Regions from separate parts of the Bicyclus anynana genome. Here region 1 is linked to region 2. A link is a contact called in public Hi-C data. All regions are on one chromosome and are shown on one strand. The core of a region is the stretch at or near the end of the contact, and the rest is flanking DNA. Distances in the headings are between cores, read along the strand shown. Region 1 overlaps LOC112048022 (gustatory and odorant receptor 22). Region 2 holds the start of LOC112053604 (arginine/serine-rich protein PNISR).

What was found. A called contact is a pair of places that touch in the nucleus more often than the background predicts.
Region 1: a contact with region 2 is called in a Hi-C map of whole body, with 3 times the contacts expected there. The contact joins the enhancer-like site here to the promoter of LOC112053604 in region 2. A contact is called at or near these places in 2 of 2 Hi-C or Micro-C datasets (whole body and whole larva).

Annotation. Positions count from the first base shown.
Region 1 is chr13:9,698,274-9,704,609 of ilBicAnyn1.1, reverse strand. All of the region lies in intron 1 of LOC112048022 (gustatory and odorant receptor 22), which reads left to right. Among protein-coding and RNA genes, the nearest start is that of LOC112048022, 63 kb to the left of the region's middle. Within about 2 kb of position 4,134, at least 8 of the 8 cell types and tissues checked have open chromatin away from gene starts, as enhancers often do.
Region 2 is chr13:9,355,933-9,362,269 of ilBicAnyn1.1, reverse strand. It overlaps LOC112053604 (arginine/serine-rich protein PNISR), which reads left to right and starts at 4,012. Exons shown (of 12, transcript XM_024093066.2): 1 at 4,012-4,488; 2 at 5,370-5,484; 3 at 6,103-6,255. The coding sequence starts at 4,194. LOC112053606 reads left to right here. Exons shown (of 2, transcript XM_052884972.1): 2 at 299-1,400. The coding sequence ends at 1,170.

The sequences.
Region 1 (6,336 bases), core at 2,885-5,384, 340 kb before region 2:
TTTATTTAATAAGGACAACCAACAGCTGATACAATGTCACATGCCAATAATTTGCATTAATATACTAAGTTATTGCACAGCTAATTACAGGTTATCACAGCATTCACTAATTAAAATAACTTATGTCAAAACTACAGTTGTCAGCAATAGATTATAGTTGTCAGTATAGATTGGTATGGTTGTTTTTTAACGAATATAATATAATAATTAATTAACATAATGCCAAGAGATATTTATTATCTACATCAGATTGGATATAGGACAATGAAAGTAGAAAGGCACTTGTCGAAAAAATTGTCCTAATGTAGTGACAGAGAGATGAAAGCGTAACAAAATAAGCGTTACTAATATGTATTCTGTATTAATGCTAGAACATTAATGTGGGTTGTGTTATTCTATTTAAATATAATATACTGCGTGCTGTATGGGATTTTCCTTTATAGTATGTGTTAATTGATCTTAAATCCACCATTGTTCTCTCGTGACATCACGACTTTAGAGTATCCCATACATTTATTGAAATAGCCCTCATTAGGCGATGACGGCCAACAATAAATAATTACAAGTCGTAAGCCAACATAACACGGACCCGCGGCTTCTAGATGTCGATATGTGAATTCCATATGCAAATATAATAAAGACACATTGTTTGTACATGCGGCGTTTTTAAGCGTCGCCGATATAATTTCAGCCTTGCGTGTAGCCTTGTATGGGCTGCTTCGTCTTTATCACTGATTAAGCGAACAAGGTCACTTGATACTTGCACTATTTTAACATTTATATTTTTTTTACGATAGGCTCGCGCTTGACTACAATTACCTATGCCTGATGGAAAGCAATAATGCGGTCTAAGTTTGAGCCTTTAGATCTTAGACTTCACAGATGATCTTGATGAGTTATGGAGAGAAGAAAATTTAGTTGAATTGTTACGAGTACCAAGTTGAAAGACGTACGGTTACAATTCATAATACCAAATAATAATATTAATAAGTTCTCTATAATTGAATATCATATTATTAAGAGAAATATTAATTTATAAAAAAAAATGTTTCGATATAAATTGTATAAATAAGAGGCTAATTGATTACTTATAGACTACAAGCCCATGGACAAAATTAACCTAAGTAACTAACTAACTAACATAAAGAAAATAATTCTAATTAAATTAATTAATTATTTAATTAGAGTTATTTTCTAATATAGTAACAGCCTTCTAAGCGTTATTCACGTTGGATCATTTCACAGGTTAATTTTTTCCAAGGGCTTGTAGTGTATTATCTTTTTATTATCTTTTGCGTGATAGTGGATTCTGGTGTTACGTTCCAGTTGTCACGCTGTTCATTATATTATAGTTGTTTGTATTTTTAATCCGCATAAAAGAACTTCATTCCAAAAAAAATATAAAAAAGTCGTAATAGGTAATTTTGTGTGGCTTCCCTAGCGACATTATATTGTACCTTTGGGCTTCCCGCTAACCTCTTGTCACTGATAAAACGATACGTTTGTCTTAATTTGTTTGTGATAAGAAGTTCACCGGGTCAGCATGTATGTCATTTAAACAGGTAGGTACCTAACTTAGAGATAAGCCGGTATTTTCCTCAAACAATTTAAAATAGATTTTGTAGGCCAATCTTCCCGCTTCAGATCTGATACCTACTTAATAGTATAATAAACAATTTCAAGAGTTATTGGCAACCTTTCATGTAGTGCGATAATTAAATTTTAATACATTCACGAATTAGTTTTCAATGTAAAAATTAATTTATTAGCTTAGCCTCTGAAATACGAAACACCTATAGTGTAATTTAAAAACGGTTACCAAATTAAAATCGAATATATAATGCGACGGATACACAATTTATAACGTGTAAACACGCAAGCATTTTGCTTTATTTGAACGAGAACACTTCAGATACCCGTTAATTGAGGAAGAGATAATTAATCAATATTTGCATTTTATATTAAAATTCAGTTTCGATATTTACTGTTTTATTTTAAATTGGCCGGCTTAGAGTTCAATAGCTTTAAACGGTCATTTTAATATAAAGTAACGGCACTTCATTCACTGACACCTTTCTTATTTAAGCCATTCGTTAATGTGTCGTTAAACTTAAGTTTTAACTTCTAAATACCACAAGACCATACCGCATTTAACTCTAAAATAGTACGAGACAACGTCATTAATAAACAATATAACCTTATAATTATGTTTGAAAACTTTTTATTTGAAGTGATTTTGTAAGCTGTAATTTTTTTAGAATTCCTGTAGCTAAGTTTATGGTTCTCTATAATTTTAATGTGTGAAAAATTACCGAGACTGTAATCTATTGCCGCCGCCACAATGGTATGTCTTTTAAGTTTTACTGTATAATGATATTTAATTGTGTTATTCCATAAAAAATATTTTGTATTAATGAACGCGGAAAAAAGGACACAAGGAGAGTGTTGGTTACGTAAAGAATTCTTAACCCTGCACCCGGGTAGACAAGCCCTGGGGCTGCTCGTGCAATCACGAGTAAATGATTCGTAATATAAATATAACTAGCGGACGCCCGCGACTTCGTCCGCGTAAATTTCGATGTCAACTTTACTACTACCCCTACCCTACCCTACCACTACCCCAACCTTACCCTACCTAACCCCTACATCTACCCTACCCCTACCCTACCCTACCCTACCCCTACCCCCACCCTACCCCTACCCTACCCCAAACCTACCCTTACCCTACCCCTATCTTACCTACATCCTACCCCCATCCAACCCCTACTCTCCCCGTACCCTATCCCTTTCCTACCCCTATCCCACCCGTACCCCTATCTCACGCCTATCCTACCCCTACCCTACCACTTCCCTATCCTACCCGTACCTCTACCCTACCACTACCCTACCTCTACCCCTACCCTACCAATACCCTAAACCCGGCCCTAAACCAACCCTACCCCTACACTACCCCTACGCTTCCCTACCTGTACCCTACCCTACCCTGTAATTTCTCTATCTTACTCCTACCCTTAGCAAAATCGGTCCGGTCCTTCGAGAGTGGTGGCATGACCAAATAGAGACTTCTATGCTAATAATATAAAGAGGTAAAGGTCGTGCGGTTGTAGGAGGTAATCTCTGGATCTACTGGACCGATTTGGAAAATTGTTTTACCAATAGAAAGCTACGTTATTTGCAAGTGTCATAGGCTATGTTTGATCCCCATATTCACCCGGGAACGGGAACTACGTAAATGAAAGCGCCGGGCGTCATATAGCGGAATTTCTGCGTCTTTTAGAAATTTTGTATTATCTCCGAAACTATTTAAGTAATTAACATACTGTAAAGGGCAAATCTTATCTCCTTGTGATTATTAAATAATTTATTTTAATAAGGATTAAAGTTTAGTTGTATAAATAATGACGTAAACCTAAGTATATAAAATTAATAATTTTTAAAACACAAAAGGTACTATATCTGCTAATATATAGAAGATAGATATATGGTGTCGCGGACTTTTTTGTAGAACTTTTAAAGATACATAAAGTCTCCATACATTAATTTCAATTTTACACAATGGTTAAGGCAGCGCATGCGAATAAGTCTGTTTAAAAGGTTTTTAGTCCGACCTGTATGACAAAAACTGTGATAACTCGGCTAATCTATATAATACCAATATAGAATATAGCATATAGTACTCCCCGATAACGTAGCATTCTACTGGTGAAAGAATTTTTAAAATCGGACCAGTAGTTCCGAAGATTACCCCATTTAAAAAATGTGACAAACTTACAAACTTACAAACTTTACCTCTTTATAATATTAGTATAGAAGTATAGATATAGATTATAAAAGTATCAACAGTGACCGTGCGCGCTATAATCCATGCATTAGCGCACGCTTGCGACTAGCATCTATGATTTCTAGCCACAAACAATATAGGCCGGCGTACTAAAATAAAACGCCTCGACCAACGTGGGCGCCTAACCGGTAGTACAGAGGCGAAAGTCTCGGCCACCACTTCACCATTGCGTAACACCCATAAAATACAAAACATCCATCCATATTCAGACGGACAATTCGACCGGTTTCGGCGTTGCTATTTCGCTGTCACTATTATGATATCGTGCCATTAAGATAGTCGCGTGAGTGTACAATTCCCTCACGTTAGTAATTTAGTATCAATGCGATAACGAACGGTACACGACGTACTGTGATTACAGTTTCGAAGTGATTCGATTTAATTTCCTTTCCGTGTGTGGAAACATTTGTTAAACAGTTCCTTAGGCTGGTGTCTGTGAGATACGAGTATATCTGAGGACGATCGTCGTGTGGAGGAAAATCTCGGCGTTGTTTACACGTGGTGAACTGATAACGGATTACGTGCGGTGGACGCGTCAGTGAAAGGAGTTGCCGGTATGTTGCTGAATAGTTAAATGATACACACAAACTAAGAGTCGGATTTATTTATTTTTTTCTTTTGACAAATAGATTGATAACTAAAGGAGGAAAATCCTTTATTTTTGAATTAAACACATAAGGAATTTCATTTACTTTTGACGTATACCCATTGTTGACTATCATAATATTGATATTTAAGTTAATATTTCTATTTATTTAATTAACATCTTGCATGCCGATCGGTCGTGATATAGGCACACTTTAATAACATTATATTTATTTTACCATTGTATGTATAAGTATTGTGTCAACAAATAAACGATTTGATATTTGAAGTTTAGAAAATTCTGTCGCTGTGTTTATAATATGGTATGAAAGTCCATCATTTTTAACCGACTTCAAAAAGGAGGACTGACTCAAAGACGCATGGACCGATTTCAAAATTTCTTTTTTTGTTTGAAACGGTATAGTCCCCATTTGGTCCCATTGCCATCATGTCAAGATCTAATGATGGAATCCTGGAGGAATTGAGGGGAACTTTCGAAAATTATATGGGTGTCTGCGTGTTCGTAAACTTTTTTCCATTTAGTACTTTTAAGCACTACAATCTCATGAAGGTTTGAAGTCGATCTGATGATGGAGCCATAAAACAGACGAGGGAACTCCTCGGCGATTTACAGCAGTTACCTTGTGTTTGGGCTTGATTAATTTGTATTAATGAGAACTTTCCACATAGATAGGTTGTGACTGTCATTTAGGGGTTTGGTGATGAAGACCAAGGACAATTAAGGGAACTCCTTAACAGTTTACAGTAACTACCTTGTGTTTGGACTTGATTAATTCGTATTGCTGAGAACTTTAAATTAAGACAACACCGGCTAAGCACCGCCTTCATACTGATCAGCAGGTAGAACATATTATGATGTTATTTTTCGCTTTTTAGTTTAGTGGGTACGTTTTTAGGTTTTGAAGTCGGTTGTATTTTTTTTATTAAAAAATTTTTTAAATTAAATGCATGAGCTATCAGATAAACATAATGTGTTGGAAAAGTTAAATTAAAGATTAAATGTTTTATGAAAACTAACGACTTGACTACTAATATTATAGAGAGATACTGTTTGTGGTATTGTAGGGGATAATCTCAAATTGTACTAAGCCGATTTTGATAGTTCTTTTACTATTAGAAAGCCACATTATTTGTGAGTGCCATAAGCTATATTTTACCCCCGTATTCTTACGGGAAAGGGAACTACGCGAGTGAAACCGCGGGGCTAGACAGTTTACAATTATTTTATTTAGTAATTTTCTTTTAGTATCGCATTTTATCGCACAGTTTAAAAATTTTTGGCCTGTATAATGTCAAGGTGATCAACTATTGTACATCGGTGATAAAAATAAATCGTTTTGTTGCCATTCATTCAATTTGATAGTGACACCTGACATTTAGAATAGAATTCCTTTGGACGTCTCTCGTCAAAGCTACAAAATGGTGACCGAAGACTGAAGAGCTTGACTCGTTATACGTAGTTATAGTCAGGGATCCCTAGAACATTTTGTACACCTGATTACTAACAAGCTAATTTTTCGTGAGTAGCTTCTTCTCTTTTGTTACTCTACCCTCCCCTCGACTTGTATCAATGACGAGGTAATAAAAGTTTTTTACTGTTGCTTAATTAATAGTTATACAATTTAACAGCCACATAGTTCTACACATTGCGTGGTACATTATCTCGTTCCGACGCTCTGATATTTTCTTTTCCTGGTAACTCAGTTAGCTACAAGAATCAAGAATTTTCGTAAATAAAAAAGTTGATCGTCTCATCGAGATGAAGCTACTCACGAAAAATTAGCTTGTTAGTAATCAGGTGTACAAAATGTTCTAGAGATTCCTGACTATTAGGGCCTTCATTAGTATGGTAACAATTTTATACTATTAATTTTGAGTCTGGTATCTGT
Region 2 (6,337 bases), core at 2,763-5,262:
TAATTATCAAATTCTGCGATAAGCTTGCTTTCCCCTCCCCTTATCCTCAGGCTGCCAAATGTCGAAATATTATAGAATCGCTACGGATTTATGAGATTGTGGTTAGGCCCCTGCACTATCTAAGCAACTATGTTCCACGTCCACCGTATATTGTGTGGTCGTACCATAAAGCGTGATGGTATCTAAATGCATAATATTATAGATACAGAACTTAGAGGTAGTCTCGAGTAAAAGACATAAATAAAACAATTTACTAGCAACATTATAAGAAATAACAAAATAGTTTCAATTGTTTCAGATGAGCAAGGAGATCTGGCTGCGGAATCGTCAGAAATCATACCAGAAGCAGTAGTCCCACCGCCAAATCTACAAGTACGACAAGCCCCAGATTCCGTCGCAGCCGCCGATCAAACAGACCACTCTATAGAAGTAGTCGGTGACTCACAGAACTTCTTCCCGACGTTCGCCAACTTCTTCGAACCAAGACAGCAGCAAAACAACTTCAGATTGGGCTTTAGCAGCCAAGAAGCAGCATATAGCCAACGACCAAATTCTTACAGATCGTTGTTAAACTTTCCCCTATTTAATGGTTACAAGGGATTAGAAGGATTCGGAAAACAAAACACCCCAGCGGCGTCTGAGCAATTAGTAGATGCAAGCACGAGTGTTCTTGGCTCTGGAAACTTCGGCATCATAAAAGGCGGTACATTCTTTGCGCAAAACGACGAGGAATCAGCAGAATTCGGCGATGGCTACAATAACTATTACAACAATGGACATGGAAGACCGTCACTTAATGTTGGATACATAGCGAATCCTAGACCAAACTACAACCAAGATCAGTTTGCTAATTTCAGAGATTTCGCTGATATTAATGCTCCAGCTAACCAAGCGTATTCACACTATGTGGTAGTGTATGCTAACAAAAACGCCACATTAGACGAAGTCAGTGAAGAAACCAGAAATGTACTGTCGAAACCTAAAAACATTATAGAAACGTTAGAACAACTCGAAACACCGAGCCCGCCTAAAAAGAAATCAAAAGCTAAATCAAAGTTAGAAGCGACGAAACAAAAAATGCTACGCAAGAAAGAGCAGTGGAAGAAAAGCAATTCTAAGTATCCTAGCCAAAAACATGATCCAGAAGAACCATTATTAGCTTTAAGTTAAGCCTAGTGTTTGTAAAATAAGTATTGTATGTGAAAAGACTTGCGTTGTATACGTGTTAGTGATAAGAAATAGTATGCAATTATTTTGTCACTTCAAAGATGTGATAAAAGGCTCACTGTCTAAATTAATATAAGCCAAGTGTGACTCGTGCTGTGAGGAATTTAAAATTATGCTCGGAGAATGACTGCTATTGTGTGAAAACTGGAAAATAAATTAATATTATATGTTAATGTATTGTTTTATTTGCGAATATTATAGAATTAAAAGACTAGAACTTTAAGTAACTAGGACCTACAAGTATATTAAAGCCATACTCGAATCCATTTAATTTCGCTTTTTAGTTTATGTTTGTGATTTTGAAGTCGGTTCGACTTTTTTGTTAAAAAGATTTTATTTTTCTGTTTTTATTGTGTCCTAGCACTCTAGCAGGTCCTAGCATAGTAAACGAAAGCACCACAGTACGGGCAATTTCGTTATTTATATTTTAACACACTTTTTACTGAACCGATTTTCATGAAGATTAAATGGGACCAATCTGGAAGTATATCTACTCTTTCAAACGAAAAAAGAATTTTCTAAATTGGTTAAGAAATGACGAAGTTATGAGGTAACAACTCCATTTTTTTCTGAGATTCAGATTCATCGCACTAATAGCTAATCAATTAAAAAACAAAAGAAAGTTCACTAACACTTCACTTGGCCGCGCACACGACAATAACAAGATAATTTAATGTCTTTTGGACGCCAAAGTTAGATCAAATTAAGACTAAAAGTGCCGTTATGCACGTAACAGCGCTTGGTTTTTTAGTTTTGACTCAACATCGGCTGGTCCCTCGCGTACGAGCCATTGACTTCTTATAATAAAAGGACGCACGTCGTTATCAACTCATATACGGCTCACTGCTGAGCTCGAGTCTCCTCTCAGAATGAGAGGGGTTAGGCCAATAGTCCACCACGCTGGCCCAATGCGGATTGGCAGACTTGACACACGCAGAGAATTAAGAAATTCTCTGGTATGCAGGTTTCCTCACGATATTTTCCTTCACCGTTTGAGACACGTGATATTTAATTTCTTAAAATGCACACAACTGAAAAGTTGGAGGTGCATGATCCCGGACCGGATTCGAACCCACACCCTCCGAAATCGGAGGCAGAGGTCATATCCACTCGGCTATCACGGCTTTAAAGGTGCGGCAAAGGACGCACAATCATGTAAAAAATTTCACTTAAAAACTGGCCAATTTTGCTTTGACAATTTTAGAATTATTGGTAAAGAAAATTATAATAAAGGCCTTTAAATATAATCCAATATTCAATAAAATCCCAAATTTAGAGCAAATTCAACCTAGATTGAGTTTAAGGTTGAATTTGCAAATGCGACTAGGTACTTGAATTGAGTGCCAAAAAGTTGTGTTTGGCACTCATTGAGTGGGGACATTTTTTGGTCGCTGATTGTGCATCCACTTTATAATAGGAGATCGATGTTATGAGCCTGTTTAGGTAGCTTTTTCAGAATATCCGCAAATCGGTGATAAATCTACCTACCGAGAAAAAGGAACTGTGGAGAAATATGGGACAGGGATATTTACGAACACTCGAGCTGGATAGCAATTAATTAATTATTATTATCCATTCTATAGTCTGAGGGTAGCGCTTAAATGCCATCTCAATGCTCTCCAGGCGTTAAGTGATGCCACAGTTCAAATAGTAAAGCGCTAACTTTACCTAATTTGAACTCTATCTATACCGAAAATCGAAATATTAAGTTGCTTGGTAAGTACCTACCTACATTTTTTGACAGAAAGCTGTCCACCCAAAACTAACCCAAAACTTACCATCGAACTGACGGTCTCAATGATTGCCTTTATTAAATCTTTACGTAGATGAGAAACTTGATAAAATAAGAAATTATAGTGAAAATAACTTGGCTACTGAAAATAGAGACTGAAATCACCTGACAAATTAAAAAAAAATATATGAAAAAATAAACCAACATGACAATTTAAAAGAAACAACAACAACAAAATTCAAAAAATTAATTGCAAATATTCAACTGAGATAATCCATTGTTTGCATTATAATTTTGGGAATTGTTTTTAATTTGCCGGGCGATTTGAGTCTCTAGTTTGGCTAATGTAATGGACATTAGCCAAACTAGCTCAATCTACTGAACCGATTTTGTATATTCTTTTACCACTCCACATTTTGAATATTGTTTTATCAATCCTCAAGACTTCAAGAGCCTCAATAGCTCAAAGGTAAGAGTGGTCGGACTCATCACCGAGGGTTGGTTGTTCGATCCCCGACCCATTAGCCTAATGTCATACCCGACTAATACAGTCTTTCCCGACTAGTTGGAGGGAAGTTGGAGTATTCGTCATATTTAAAAAAAAAAGATATGGCAAATATTCTTTTAAAAAAACCACATTATTTGAGTGTTATAGGCTATATATTCGCCGCGTATTCTCACGGCAACGGGAACTACGAGGGTGAAACCGCGGGGTGTAGGCACCTCATAGTTCATTTGAATTAAAAAGACTAGAACTCAAGCAGGTACCTAGCAATTAAAAAAAATTAAAACAATGCCATCTAGTAGTGAATAGTCTAACTAAAAATAATCATCTAGTATCTATGATTCAAGTACATAATTATTATCAATAACTAAAGAGACATTATTAATTAATGTATTGAATTTAAAATAAATAATTTTTTAGTTTAATATATTCTACATTAAAATGTAAAGACTTATTTATCTGCATCATAGACAAATAGATATAAAAATTTAATCTATTCTAGTTTAAAAAATATCTTTTCTTTGTCTATGGTTTACAACCAAGATTAAAAAAAAAAACTTTGTAATGGAAAAATGTGTGCACTTGTAAATTGTTTTAATTTTTAGCAAACATATTTTAAGCAATAACTATGCCTTTATTATAATTTTTAAGTGCAAACGCTAATGAAATGTTTTAAATGTGTTTTAAATGTAAGATTAACAAAGTGATACTTGTAAACAATTTGCCATCATGTTCTCCGGAAAAGATGCCGCAAACTCTGCATATCCTACGCAGTGGGCTTTAAATCCTACTGCTTATCAAAATGTAGATTCTAGTCAGGTAGACTGGGCCGCTTTGGCGCAGCAATGGATTGCTATGAAGGAAGCTGCGGCCATTGTGGCTCCTCCGCCGCCGAAACCAGAGGAAGAAGGCGAAGCTCCGATGGAAGTTGAAAATCCGGAAACCAATTGTGAACTGTCTAATGCTGGCAGCTCTGACTGGAACGCCTCTTCTAACTCATGGGGAGGTACATGGAATCAATGGGGTTAGTATTTACCAACCAGTATTTAATCGGATCACCTTCATTGCCAAGATTTTATGAGTTTCATCTATTAGGTACAACCATCTAAGTTCAAGAACTCTATGAAGTATGAAAAAGTACAGATTAGTACCTAAAATTCTGTATTGTCAATGTTTGTTTTTCCGAAGGTTTGTTGGAAAAATTGTGTTATTGAATTTGATTAATCTGTACAAGTATTATAAAGCTGAAGAGTTTGTTTGGTGGAAATTTGACGGCCTCCGTGGTGCAGCAGTATGCGCGGTGGATTTACAACATAGAGGTCCTGAGTTCGATCCCTGGCTGGGCTAATTGAGGTTTTCTTAGGCTAGTTACCACCAGCAAAGAATCCCAGAGGATATCGGTATTGTGAGATCTAAACTAGACATTTTCCTTTTTTCCATACAAACTAAACAGATAGTTCTTGTAGAGCTTACTGTGCCATGGGAGACAATCATTCAGAATAACCACAGTATGAAAGTGAATACATATTGTGAACTAACTAAAAATGAGTTTGTATGTTGTAGAAGTAGGCACAAGAGGATTACCAGCAAAATCTCTAAAACTTGCTTAAAGACCTTGGCCTCACTAGAACGGCAGCAAGTTTTGTTTTAAATTAGAAAGAGTATCCAAAGCTGCTCTAGTAGGATCATACCAAATTTGGCTAGGCAGGGAGAAAAACATGAGCGGAGAAAGGGAGTGTTAGTTAACTGTCAAGGATGTCCTGAACCTTACCTTTTTCTCTTTGAAACACAATGGCCCACACTAAATCCTGAATGAATAAAAAAAATGAATCCATGGAATGCTAACATATTTTATCTCTACATGGAATTTTTACATAATTAGATGATAAATTTGTACAATTTTAGGTTGGGGCTGGCCTGGCAGTGGGCCAGGAGACTCCAAGATTGCTGCAGATCCATCAATGAACATGGCACCGATCATGGATGGCTTTGCAGCAGACAACACTGCACCAATGCCTGGGTGAGTATCCTTGTTTTTAAGAGCAACTGTTGAGTTTGTTGCATGTCTCTTCCCAACAGATTCTGCCTTTTGAATCAGTGGTAGGGCATTAGTCAATGCACACAGACAGACCTGGGGCTGCAAATGTCATTCTCATACATTTTTTAATTTTCTAAGCGTCCGTGATTGTAGAAACATCATATTTCAAAAGTGCTTGTAAGCTAAGCATACTTCAAATACATGAATTTTGAATTTTATGATGTTATAGATATATCTTCTTTTTTATTTCTACACCTTTTCCATACTTGGTCATAGATTTTATATAGATTAACTTGTCAACTGGCCAAGTGCGAGTCAGACTTGTGCAGGAAGAGTTCCATACTATTGTCTATGACTACCAAAAGCAAAGCAAAAACAATCACTCTTTTTGTTGTAGGCAGCCCCAGCCAGGTATTTATTTTATTCTGTATGTAAGTATTTGTTGTTAAAGTGCCAACAGAAATTTTCTGAGGCTTTTCAAGGTATTGGTGGGTTTCATTGTTGCAAGTGAACCAAGGGGCATCCATGATAGTCCTTAGTATGTTATTTTGGATCCTTTGGATGCTCATTTTAATATTAAACATATTTAAAATTTTACAGATATACAACAGGCACAGCACCAGGGCCTACATTCCAGCACGGATATTGGACGGCACCTCAAGCTGAGCAGACAAACAGGAGTAGTAGTAGGAGTCGAGACAGACGCTCCAAGAGCAAGAATAGAGATAACAAATCCAGTAGAAATAGAACTAGGTAACTCAATCACTAATAATAAAATATAGGCCTCCTCCAGCTCGTAGGTGTTTCTTCAGTCTGTTTTATTAGGAAACCTACT